Linked DNA regions of Mus musculus: regions 2, 3 and 4 are each linked to region 1. The links are chromatin contacts, called in public HiChIP or PLAC-seq and promoter capture Hi-C maps. All regions are on one chromosome and are shown on one strand. The core of a region is the stretch at or near the end of the contact, and the rest is flanking DNA. Distances in the headings are between cores, read along the strand shown.

Region 1 (2,729 bases), core at 124-2,623:
GGATGGAGCCTAAGGCTTTGCCAATGCTAGAAAAAAATGCTTTATCACTGAGCTGCAACCCCTACCCCCAGCCCCAGTCCCACCTTCTTTTGGTCAGGTTGTGGCTCCAAGCAGAGTCCCTGGCCTGTGCTCTGGTCTGGAGAATATACCCATACTGTGATTTGCCCTCTTGAATAAGATTTTATCTCTCTCAGGGTAATAATTTAATAAAAGAGGGAGAAAACATTTGCTTCCACCTGTGGGGCTTTCTCCTGCTTCTGAGAAACAGAATGTACAATTTAAATCCGATAATCTGAGATAAGGTGTCTGCAACTGCCTTTTGCCTCTTAAAAATGCCTTTTATTTCAGTCCAGGCAGGAAAGAGATGAAGTGTCATGTCTGAAGAGAGATTCTGGGGGCGGCAGAGTCAGGCAGGACACACAAATGGCGCCATATTGCTACCTGGCCAGACTGTTCCACCACACGTCTGATGAAGTCAGAAAAATGAAGGGTACCCAGTTCTGGGAATGGGCGCTCAGTGGGAAGGTGGTTTTTTTTTTTCTCTTCCACCCCCCCCCCCAGGCTCCTTCAGCGGTCATGGCTTCAGTCTAGTTTTTGCCATACACGGAGGCTAAAGCCAGTGTGTACACAAGCAGGAGGCCATGCAGGGAAAACAAACAACGATTTGCTGGGCAGCAGAGCAACCGATGGCAGTGGGCAGACAAGGAACTGATGGTGATGGACAGACAGTCAGCCCGTGGTGTAGATCCCAAATGTCGCCTTCTCTCCCTAGGATACCTGCTTTGGCCAGCCTTTTTTCCCCCCGTTGTACATGCACACCCCTTTGCTCACTGACATGCAGACCGACATAGCTGCGGTCCTGAGGCCTTTTGCAAAGACGCAGAGGCAAGGCCTCAGGGAGTTGGGGAAGCTCTAGAAGCTAAGGAAATGGACATCTGCGGCCTTAGGGGAAAGGAGAGAACAGTGGGTGGGGCAGGTCCCCCAGGAGGTGAAAGCAACGAGAACTGGTATTATCAAGTGTCGATGAGAGAGGATGAACTAGCCAGGCAAAATGAAGGTGTACAATCATACTCGCCTCGGGAAAAGGCTTTCAGAAGAGAGCTGGGGAATGGATGAGGTGATATGTGGCGGCGGCTATTTAGGATACCTGATGCAGGCTTACTGAGAAGATCTTCCAGCAGGATCTACGGAGGGGTTCTTCCTACTTGTTCCGGCAGCTGCCTTCTGGGGCTAATGTATTCCCCTCAGGCCGCTGCTTGCGGTTCAGAAACTGGCAAAGAGAAGATCGCTGCAGCAGCTGGGGCTGCTACCACCGTCCATGCCCGTGGGCGGCGCCGCTGTCCGGGCTCTGGTGCTGAAGCAGCGGCAGCGGTGGGATCTTGCGCATGCGTCAGCTCCAGAGGCCAGTCGCTGGGCGGGGCCGAAGAGAAATCCGCCAATGGACAGAGGGCAGGAAGGATGGAGGGGAGACAGGGACACGAGCTGCGGCAGAGCCGCAGCATGGGGGGCTGGGGGTTCGTTGTCACGAAGGTTGTAGGCTGCAGTACAGGCCTCTCTACCCTGACCAGCTCTCATCATTGTCCTTAGTAATATGGCCAGACCGTCCCTCCTGGACGCCTTGTACTTTTTACAAGAAACTAAAAAGGAACAACCCGGGTAAAATCCTCCCAACTTGAACCCCAGGCATCCACACTTTGTAACGCAGGGAAGCAGAGAGGTTGGGTCTCATAAATACCCTTATTTCTCTAGGCTTCTCTCAGTGTTCTGTCCTCCCGAGGGAGAGATGGGTATCTGCTCGAGTTGGGTCACTCCTCCCATTTTGGACCTGGCTCTGAGCCTGCGGCCTCTTCCTACATTAAAGCCTCTTCTCGAATCTTTTAAGTGCGCAACAAGGGATAGGGGGAGTGAGAGGAGGAGGGATGCCCAGCCCCTTTCATGCAGTTACCACCACTCTCCACCTACAGAGAGACCTGATAGCCACCCACTTCGGAGCACTTGCCAGCCCCGACGAGGGACTAGCTGTGAAGGAATTGAGGTGTTGGTCGGAAGGGCAGGCCTGGCTAGAGAACTGTAGTTGAATTATAGTGAATACCAGAAGTAGGAGAAGCCTCAGTGTAGAGGAGTCCTTGGTAGATTTGGTTAGGCAAAAGAAAAAACAAAAAACAAAAAACAAAAAACAAAAAAACAAAAACAAAACAAAAACAAAAAAAAAAAAAAACAAAAAAACTTCACAACAAGCAGGCTGTTTTGGGCCTGGCTGTGCTGTGCATGGAGGTGACAAGCTAGAAGCAATGGGCTGAGGAGAGTCAGACTCAAGAGATTTGGCTTAAAGATATCCCTTAATTGTGTCCAAGTGCTGGTCTAGGCAGGCACGGGTTCTAGAGCCCGGGCTGAGTGGATCTGGAGGTTTAGAAGTAAGTGCCTTGAGTGACTTACAGTTGGCTGCAGAGATAAAGGCAGCCTTAAATCAGTGCCAGGAGGCCAGGGTGTGGCTAGACCTAGGAGATGGTTGATAGCACCTCTGATCTACAATTTGTGGCAGAGAAAGGGCAGGGTACAAAGAGAGACATTTCTTTCGAATAGCTTTAAAGCAAGCTTCCTGGAGACAGTGGAGCTGCGGCTGGCTGGGGAGGTTTTGGAAATGTGAAGGCATGAAAGACAGGCAGAGCATGCTTCACCTGGAGTGGGATTTAGGAGACTGTAACAAAAGAAGGTTGGGAGTTCAGTAT
Region 2 (2,835 bases), core at 83-2,582, 390 kb after region 1:
TGGTTTTCCTTCCATTTTCCTGCACCTTGGGAACATAAAACTAAAAAAACTAAAAAAAAAAAAAAAAAAAAAAAAAGCCAGCTGGGTCTCCCTGAGTCCCCTGCACATTCTGTAACACTATTCTGGTGGCCTAGGCCCTACTTCCTGGTTCCCTGGAAACAGAGAAGTTGCCAGATGACCTGTAGGTTATCTTACTATTTACAAGAAGCATGTATAACTGTATGTAAAGTTACAAATAAGGCCTAAAAAAGTAAGCTTCCCGCCGGCAGCAGGGGTTTTGTGCATGTTTTACCCATGACTGTGTTCCTAGCGTCTAAATCATTAAATTAAAAAGTATATTGGTTTAGTGGGAGAATCTTGGCCCTGACAGCTTAAGTAAAGCCTTTTCCTAAAGAAATACTAGATATAGAGAAAAGACAGACATTGTGAGTTAAAGAAGTAAGGCAGATGGAGGAAAGAAGTACTTTCAAACTTCAGGAACATTTTAGTTCGGCAGATACACTATTCAAGGATAGGGAGAGACTGTCACTGCCCTCAGCTTAACTTCCACACAAAAAAGGAAAGTGATGTTTTAAATAGAACTCGGTAAACACTGCATTACAGCGACAATAAACATGTTCTATACCTATTCCTCAAAAGTCTCGGAGGAAGGTACAAAAAGTTCTTCCACACAGGAAACGGGATTTACACAGTGTGACCTGGGAGTTTGTTTGCTGAGAGCACAAGACCTGGACCCACGCCCCCTAAGCATCCCCAGCACAAAGTAGCAATGAGTGACTATGAATGTGCAGTCACAACCCACCTCGAGGCCTGGGGCGAGTCAGTGTGGGGAAGAATGGTTGGAAGGACGAAGGGTGGTTAGGGGACGTCAGTGGGAATAAGAAGCACAGCAGAGAGAGGAGCCCGACCGGGGAAAAAAGAGAATTCAGGCCAGGTGCTGCCTTCTCAAGACCAGTGGCGGCGCAGAGGCAGAAAGTGAGGGTAGTGGAACTGCAATATGAAAAGCCTTTAGGATCTAAGTGGTCGCCCCAGACTGGAGGCGTCTGGCTGGGTTCCTAGACTGGAGAACACCGGGCCAGACCAACCACGTTCCTACCCGTCCGCGCGCATCCGGCCGCAGATCCTGGAAGTCCGAGCCGTAAATGGCCTCCAGGGCCTGCAGCTCGTGGTCCTGTCGCTGCGAATAGCTCTCCTGTGGCTCAGCCCGGCCGCGTCCAGAGGCCCCGCGGCCCCCAGCCATGGCGGCCGGGGCAGGCGCAGCGGCCTAGGCGAGGTAGCGGTGATTCTGGGGTGGGTAGGGGAGCTCCAGCCCGCGCCGTGACCGAACTGAGGGCGGGGCCTCGAGTCGGAGTCGGGTCTGGGGGAGGGGCCTCGAGCTGATGACAGGTCTAGGGGGTGTGGCTCTGCTCTGGGGAGGCGCTTTAAAGACAGGATCTCCAGCGGGAGACGAACCTGGGGGCGGAGTCTCGAGCTGAAGACCGACCTAGGGGCGTGACTCTGAGCAGGTGAGAGGGCCTTGGGCGGAGCCTAGGCCAGGAGGCGGGTCTGAAGGCGGGGTTCTCCGCGGCTGACTCGTTTGGCCCACTCCGGAGAAGGCCAGTGGGCGGGGTTTTGCTCCAACTTCTCATGGCCCAAGACTTCTAATAAAACAAGAGTAGGGGAAAGCTTTGCCTTCTTCCTGAGGGGAGAAATTGAGTCAGGAATTGCCAACACACTTTGGAGAGCCAGTCTCTTAGGTCAAAGTGACAACACATATTAGTTTTCACAAAACAAGTATGTAGCAGAAACAGGCGCTGGAACTCCTTCACCCTGCCTGGCTAGAGAGAGGAAAATTTTAGAGCGCAGTCATGAGTTAAATCGTTTATCTTACCTGACCTTCCCAGAATGAGACTACTGGGAGGAAAAAACCGTAAACCCTGTTTCCCACATTCGTTACCCTTGAATCATTAATTAAATGTCTCATGCATGCTCTCTGGACTCTCTGAAATTCTCTCCTTGCATTTTCAAATCCCACAAAGAGAATTATCCGACCAGTTCATTTAATGTAAATTTGAGCATTCACATTCATGTAAAATGTTGCACCCTACTTTACATACTTAAGGGATGTATTTGTGTCCATATGAGTCAGGGTCTCCCTCTGCAGCATGGTCTGGCCTTGAATTCATAGTAATCTTCCTACTTTATCCTCTCAGCGCTAGGATCATGAGACTGTGCCACCATCCCTATTTGACCATATTTTTTTTTCACGCATATAAGTAACCTATCTATTCAGACATTGCTATTGCTTTGTTGTCTACCTGCTGTAGCTTAATTCAGAAAAAAAATGCACTATCATGCCTCGAGTTAGGTTAGGTGACATGTCTCTGTCAATCTTGTTTGCATCTATCTTGTTCACTTAGTAATGTTGACTTAGGCATCTCACCTTCAGACCACTCTGATCAGACAAGGTAACACAAAGGCCTTTTAGAAACCACCTCCTCCCTCCTTCAGCTGGAGACCTGTTCTGTTTCCAGGGACCCCTGCCTGGATACATGGCAGAACTCAACAAACAGTGAAGATATTTGTTGAGTGCTGCCTTTTTTTTTTTTTTTTCAGCTCTCACATTCAAACTGTCATCATGTCCTCAGTTTCCCCCTAAGCTGCAGCCCATTTTTACCACCTCTTCACTGGCTCTCTATTCGGCCGTCTTCATCCTTGCCCCATGTTAAGCAGCTCTTCCTATTGTAGCCAAAGTAAAGTTCCTAAATCACGAATATGGCCACACTAATCTCTAAAATCCTTCCAGTTTCCAACTGCTCTTCTTCTACTACAAAAGAAAAACTCAATACGGATTTT
Region 3 (3,089 bases), core at 443-2,942, 490 kb before region 1:
GTAACTCAAGCTTCAGGGGGTCCCAGGCTCTTTTTGGTCTCGTCAGCACTGTACTCACAGGCACATATTCATGCCCATGTAAGATACACTTCATTACAAGTAAAATCATTACTTAAAAAGGACAATAGTAGGTATTTGGGGAATTTATAAATATTCAAATGTATGGTATGGGTACTGAAGAAATGTCCCAGCAGTTAAGAACACTTGTTGCTCTTGCAGAGGACATGAGTTTGGTTCCAAGTACTTTATAACTGCTAACAACCTTTTGTAACTCCAGTTCCAGGGAATCTGACATTCTATTCTGGTCTTCTTGGGTACTGCATACATGTGGTACATAGACATACATGCAGACAAGACACCTATACACATAAAAATAAGTCTTTAAAAATATTCAAAATAGGGCTGGTGAGATGGCTCAGTGGGTAAGAGCATCCGACTGCTCTTCCAAAGGTCCGGAGTTCAAATCCCAGCAACCACATGGTGGCTCACAACCATCCGTAACGAGATCTGACTCCCTCTTCTGGAGTGTCTGAGGACAGCTACAGTGTACTTATGTATAATAAATAAATAAATAAATAAATAAATAAATAAATAAATAAATAAATAAATCTTTAAAAAAATATTCAAAATATATTTGATAATGACAGTATAAAATCCATTGTGAAGTTCCACACCTTTTGTCTGAATGGCTATTCTATCTGTATAGAAGTTCATTGGCCATCGGTCATCTCTCCAGCCCATTTATATGTGTGTGTGTGTTGTGTGTGTATACGTGTGTGTGTGTGTGTGTGTGTGTGTGTGTAGCTAGACATTACATAGGGCTCGACAGGCACTCTACCATAGATGACATCACCAGCCCCTATAATATATGTATGTGTATATATTTTTGTTTCTTTGTTTTGAGACAGAGTTTCACTCTAGTCCTAACTGGCCTAGAACTTACTATGTAGACCAAGTTGGCCTCAAACACACAAGATCCTTATGCCTCTCTCTGCTCCTCCCTCTGTTCCTGCCACCCCAGTGCTGGGAATAAAGATGTGGACCAGCCCCATGCCATGGTATTTGTTTATTTGAGACAGGGTCTCACATTATAGTCCATCTGACTCTGTATCACAGAAGATGGCCTTGAACTTGTGATCCTTCTAGGGTGCTGGGGTTAGAGGAATGCACCGCCAAGCCAGTACTAGGATCAGACCCAGGACTTTATATGCTAGGCAAGCACTCTGAGCTACATTCTCAGCTTCAATCTCAGTATATTAACAAAATAGTTTATTAGTAAAATTACTATTCTGATGTTTAGTACTTGTACATATATATATATATATATATATATATATGTATATATATACATATATATATATGTGTGTGTGTGTGTGTGTGTGTTACTAACTTAGAAGAGATGAATGTGATGTGTTTAATTTGAACATGCAGTATTATGGATTCTGTAGCTGCATCTTCCTACTAACAATAAATTGTGGATTTACCAAAATATCATATGCCCGGTCTTTGTCCTTGTACCTTCGTGGAGCCTGGTTTTCATATTCCTTTCTTTTCTGGATGCTTGGTTTTTTTTCTGGGTGTTCTGCAGAGGGAGGCTCCAGGTCGGTGGGCGGGGTCCGGGGCACTAGGGACATGCAGATGAGGTGGGCGGGACCCAACTTATATACCTTCTGTCAGCCTCTAGCGGGCGTGCCCAGCTTGGACAGATTGTCAGCGTCCGGCTGCGGAACCTGCTTCCCCGAGTGCCGCGGAGCCTGGTCCGGGCTGGCCCCTCTGCTACCCCAGGAGCGGACCATGCCGCCGCGGGAGCTAAGCGAGGCCGAGCCACCGCCTCTCCCGGCCTCGACCCCTCCTCCGCGGCGGCGCAGCGCCCCTCCGGAGCTGGGCATCAAATGCGTGCTGGTGGGCGATGGCGCGGTGGGCAAGAGCAGCCTCATCGTCAGCTACACCTGCAATGGGTACCCCGCGCGCTATCGGCCTACAGCACTAGACACCTTCTCCGGTATGTTCTATAGCCCCGGGGCCCCTGAGGATGGGAAGGGTTGTGCATTCAGTAGCCTGCTGGCGGGAGGGTACGGAAGACCCCGGGAGCAGGCCCGGAGGTGGCGCTGGTGAGGCCTGCAGGAGGGACGAGGATGCTGTGCCTAAGTCATGCTTTCCCCTCCCCACCTCTGCAGTGCAAGTCCTGGTCGATGGAGCCCCTGTGCGAATCGAGCTTTGGGACACCGCAGGGCAGGTGAGAACCTGGGTGTAGCCTTCCTTGGGCAAGGGGTTGGAGAGGGTTGGAGGCTGGGAGGATCCCTGCGTGGAGTGGGAATGGAATAGGCTTTGGGCTTTAGCACTTTTAGGTCTCCACCCCCAAGGGAGAAGCAGATTCTGGTTCCAATGTGGAGGGAATGATGTTGCTAACAACTAGCCTTGCCACCCCAGGAGGACTTTGACCGGCTTCGTTCTCTCTGCTACCCGGACACCGATGTCTTTCTGGCTTGCTTCAGCGTGGTGCAGCCCAGCTCCTTCCAAAACATAACAGAAAAATGGCTGCCTGAGATCCGCACTCACAACCCCCAAGCACCCGTGTTGCTGGTGGGCACTCAGGCTGACCTAAGGGACGATGTCAATGTACTAATTCAGTTGGACCAAGGAGGCCGGGAGGGCCCAGTACCACAACCCCAAGCCCAGGGTCTGGCTGAGAAGATCCGCGCCTGCTGCTACCTTGAGTGCTCGGCCTTGACGCAGAAGAACTTGAAGGAGGTGTTCGACTCGGCCATTCTCAGTGCGATTGAGCACAAAGCCCGTCTGGAGAAGAAACTGAACGCAAAAGGTGTGCGCACGCTGTCTCGCTGTCGCTGGAAGAAGTTCTTCTGCTTTGTGTGAGCAGCTATGGCAAGAGATAGGCGGGTGGCCTGAGACTTCTGGACCCCGAGACATCGGGTACTGGCAGGGCCTGGCCAACCCCTGGAACTCAGTTCTCTATTGAACACAGGGCACATGGGCCTCAAAGCTGTACACCCTGGTGAGCCAGGGTGAGCTCTGTCTGTGCAGGGGCTGCCCCATTTGGATTTCTTTGGTCAAGACTCACAGGAAAATCC
Region 4 (2,990 bases), core at 15-2,514, 330 kb after region 1:
ATCAATGGGAGGCGGAAGGCCCTTGTCCTGTGAAGGCTCAATGCCCCAGTGTAGGGGAATGCCAGGGCAGGGAGGCAGGAGTGGGTGGGTGGGTAGGTGGAGCACCTTCATAGAAGCAGGGGGAGAGGAGATGGGATAGGGGGTTTCCAGAGGGGAAACCGGGAAAGGGGATAACATTTGAAATGTAAACAAATAAAATATCCAATAAAAGAAAAGAAAAACAAAACATTTCTCTAAATTATTTCAGGTGCTTCTGTGTTTTTGGTTTTGTTTTAACTTTTAGAAATGAAATAATAAAGGTTACCAAGACTGGCACCTTGACAACTCTTCAGAAACCATCTGGAAGCTTTTAGAGACTCAAGATGCTTCCCAGCTGAGGCCGCAGAGCTGCTGAGGAGCCAGGGCACCCTGCATCTGAGGAGCCAGGGCATCCTGCATCTGGGGAGCCAGGGCATCCTGCATCTGGGGAGCCAGGGCACCCTGCATCTGGGGAGCCAGGGCATCCTGCATCTGAGGAGCCAGGGCACCCTGCATCTGGGCTTCCTGGGCCTTGGCCGGTGCTGGGAGCCATTGTTTCCACATACAGAGCTGACCCCTTGGGTGTCCCAGGTTGGAAATCTGAAATGGGCTCTGTCTCTCAGTCTCTTGGAAGGGCATGGAGTGGGAAGGGTCAAAATCAATAAGTGATTACTAGCATGGCTCTTCCCTGAACTAAGCAGTCATGCTTTGTGCATGCTTTGTGCATGCTTTGTGCATGCTTTGTGCTTTTGGGGCTTTGGGGGATTTAAGCCAAGAACTTACAGCGCAGGGATAGCTGGTTAGACCCGGAATATCACAAGGTAAAACCCGAACAAAATAAAGAGATACGAACATGGGATGGCTTAGCAGGTAAAGGCACTCGCTGCCTAGCCTGGCAGCTTGGGTTCAATCCCTGAGGCACACATGGTGGGAAGAAAGAACTAATAATTCCTACAAGTTGTCCTTTGACCGCAATACGTGTACCATGACATGTGCATGTCCCACCCCCTTACATAAAATGTTATTTTAAAAAACCTATAAAAATGTAAGACATGGAGGTTAGATAAGCATTTAGTAGGAGAAAGGGTATTAGGAGTGGGAGGAAGATAAGAAAGGGCAGAGGGATGAGTTTGATCAGAATGTATCATAGACATACATAAAAACTATCAAAGAGTAAAGAGAAGTGCCCGCTATGTGTGACTCAGCCACCTTCAGGATGTCACTGTCGTAGGTGTAGTCTATAGCGGGGGAGATGTGCTGGCAGAAGATCTGACTCATCATGGTGCGGTAGGCCTTCCCATCTATGTTGGCCAGCGTGTGGTGCAGCACTTCATGCAGCTCGGACTCCTCCATCTGCGGCGGGGGGAGCAGCTCACTCTTGAGCAGTTCCATGGCCGTGGGCCGTTTAGCTGGATCATGGTTCAACAGCCAGGAGATGACAGATTTCTGCAACGTGACAGGCACATAGTTGGTAAGGAGACAGCAGATGAAACTCAGATAGGCGGTCATTCAGGGCACTTTTTATGCTTAGCTGGCACTTCCGAGATCTCTGATTATGCCATTTAGTGACCCATGACCCTGTGACTTGGGCATGAATGTAACTGGAGCATTCTTGAAAGGGAAAGGTCCCTTTGTCACCAACGATCAAACATATCCTTAACAAAGCACACGAAAGCTGAGCTTAGTCTTATGACTACAAAGGACTGTATAAAAAGGAGATATCTAGACATTACCATAGAGCCCATGCCTAATGTTAGTACTTACATAAGCACACAGCAGCACCTCTACCGCACAGCACACTGGTCCTCGCTCTCCCTCCTTTTCTTTACTGAGTCTATTCCCTGGAATCCTCTTGCTTTACACTGTTTGTTATGCCTCCATAGTGGAGAGCCCTCTGAAGCAGCACAAGCCTTTAAAAGGTACCCTAAACCTTTTTCTTTTTAAACAGTCTACTCAGTAAATAAATATATAGACCATGCTTTGAACTCAAAGAGATCCATCTACCTCTGTCTCCTGAATGCTGGGATTAAAGATACGTGCCATCACACCTGTTCCTTCATGATTCTTAACTCTGTAGCTTAGAAAAAGAATTTATAAAAAAATTGGCAGAATATTTGAGAACAGAAATTTTCAATTTTTAGATGGATTTCATAAGATATCTCTAATGTATCTTTAAAATACCCTTCTGGTGGGTGTGGTGGAAACAGAGGTGGGTCTCTATGAGTTCAAGGCCAGCCTGGTCTACATAGTGAGTTCTGGGACAACTAGGGGTATGTAGAGAGACCCTATCTATGAAGTGAGTATTTATAGTTATGACACTCAAAAATTCAGCGAATGACTAATTCAAATGGAAGATAGCAGCTAACAAGATAAATAGAACAGGTAACAGCCTGTTTTCTAATACTTCTTTACTAATTAAATAGAGGTGGCCAAATGAGCCCTGTTAGCCTTTAACAGTGTCATACTAAACACCATAGAAGTATAGAGACTTACTCAAACAGAAATAAAAAGACACTAACAGTCCCTAACTCTTATAGATGTGCAGTGGAATGGCCATGCAGACATGCAGCCAATAAGAAGTTGCAAATGTTGACATGCTCTGTTTATGTTCCTGTTCTCAATGCTGATAGTTTAAAGAAGATACTTTTGCCCTGACTATCACTGTCAATAACAGTCAGTGTAAGGAAGAAATTTCCCTATGACCTGAGTATTAACGAGTGAAGGTTTCACCACAGCAAACAACTATCAGAAAGAAGAAAGGAATACCAGAGAATGGTACACAGCTCACTTAGGGTCTCTCATGTTATTTGGGTGCTAGTGTTAGCGTAGGATGAACCATCTCCCTGCCCCCCTGTCCCCGATAGCTATGGTGTACGTGAGAAATGTCCATGCTTGAAATACTGTAACAGCTACTGCTCAGTGGTGGAATACTTGCCTAGCATGTGGAGGACCTAGGTTTGATTCCCCCGTGC

What was found. Promoter capture Hi-C pulls out the DNA fragments that hold promoters and counts their contacts. HiChIP or PLAC-seq counts read pairs in DNA pulled down with a chosen protein or histone mark. Capture Hi-C pulls out chosen DNA fragments and counts their contacts.
Region 2: a promoter capture Hi-C map of adipose tissue shows a contact between it and region 1. The contact joins the promoter of Eif2ak4 here to the promoter of Disp2 in region 1. A contact is called at or near these places in 1 of 39 promoter capture datasets (embryonic stem cells), 1 of 115 datasets of contacts at active chromatin or transcription factors (large pre-B cells) and 1 of 9 other capture datasets (adipose tissue).
Region 3: an H3K4me3 HiChIP or PLAC-seq map of bone marrow-derived macrophages shows a contact between it and region 1, with 3 times the contacts expected there. The contact joins the promoter of Rhov here to the promoter of Disp2 in region 1. A contact is called at or near these places in 3 of 39 promoter capture datasets (the C10 cell line, liver and pre-B cells) and 3 of 115 datasets of contacts at active chromatin or transcription factors (bone marrow-derived macrophages, microglia and pancreatic cancer cells).
Region 4: a promoter capture Hi-C map of hippocampal neurons shows a contact between it and region 1, with 2.3 times the contacts expected there. The contact joins the enhancer-like site here to the promoter of Disp2 in region 1. A contact is called at or near these places in 2 of 39 promoter capture datasets (hippocampal neurons and pre-B cells) and 1 of 9 other capture datasets (liver).

What each region holds. Positions count from the first base shown.
Region 1 is chr2:118,778,363-118,781,091 of GRCm38.p6, reverse strand. It overlaps Disp2 (dispatched RND tramsporter family member 2), which reads right to left and starts at 1,373. Exons shown (of 8, transcript NM_170593.3): 1 at 1,148-1,373.
Region 2 is chr2:118,387,114-118,389,948 of GRCm38.p6, reverse strand. Eif2ak4 (eukaryotic translation initiation factor 2 alpha kinase 4) reads right to left here and starts at 1,332. Exons shown (of 39, transcript NM_013719.3): 1 at 1,097-1,332. The coding sequence starts at 1,240.
Region 3 is chr2:119,269,829-119,272,917 of GRCm38.p6, reverse strand. It overlaps Rhov (ras homolog family member V), which reads left to right and starts at 1,692. Exons shown (of 3, transcript NM_145530.2): 1 at 1,692-2,002; 2 at 2,178-2,236; 3 at 2,431-3,089. The coding sequence starts at 1,795. The coding sequence ends at 2,874.
Region 4 is chr2:118,446,750-118,449,739 of GRCm38.p6, reverse strand. Eif2ak4 (eukaryotic translation initiation factor 2 alpha kinase 4) reads right to left here. Exons shown (of 39, transcript NM_013719.3): 21 at 1,228-1,464. Among named protein-coding and RNA genes, the nearest start is that of Srp14, 31 kb to the left of the region's middle. Within about 2 kb of position 1,264, at least 4 of the 459 cell types and tissues checked have an H3K27ac peak or open chromatin away from gene starts, as enhancers often do. A contact at or near this core is called in hippocampal neurons, where this site is marked.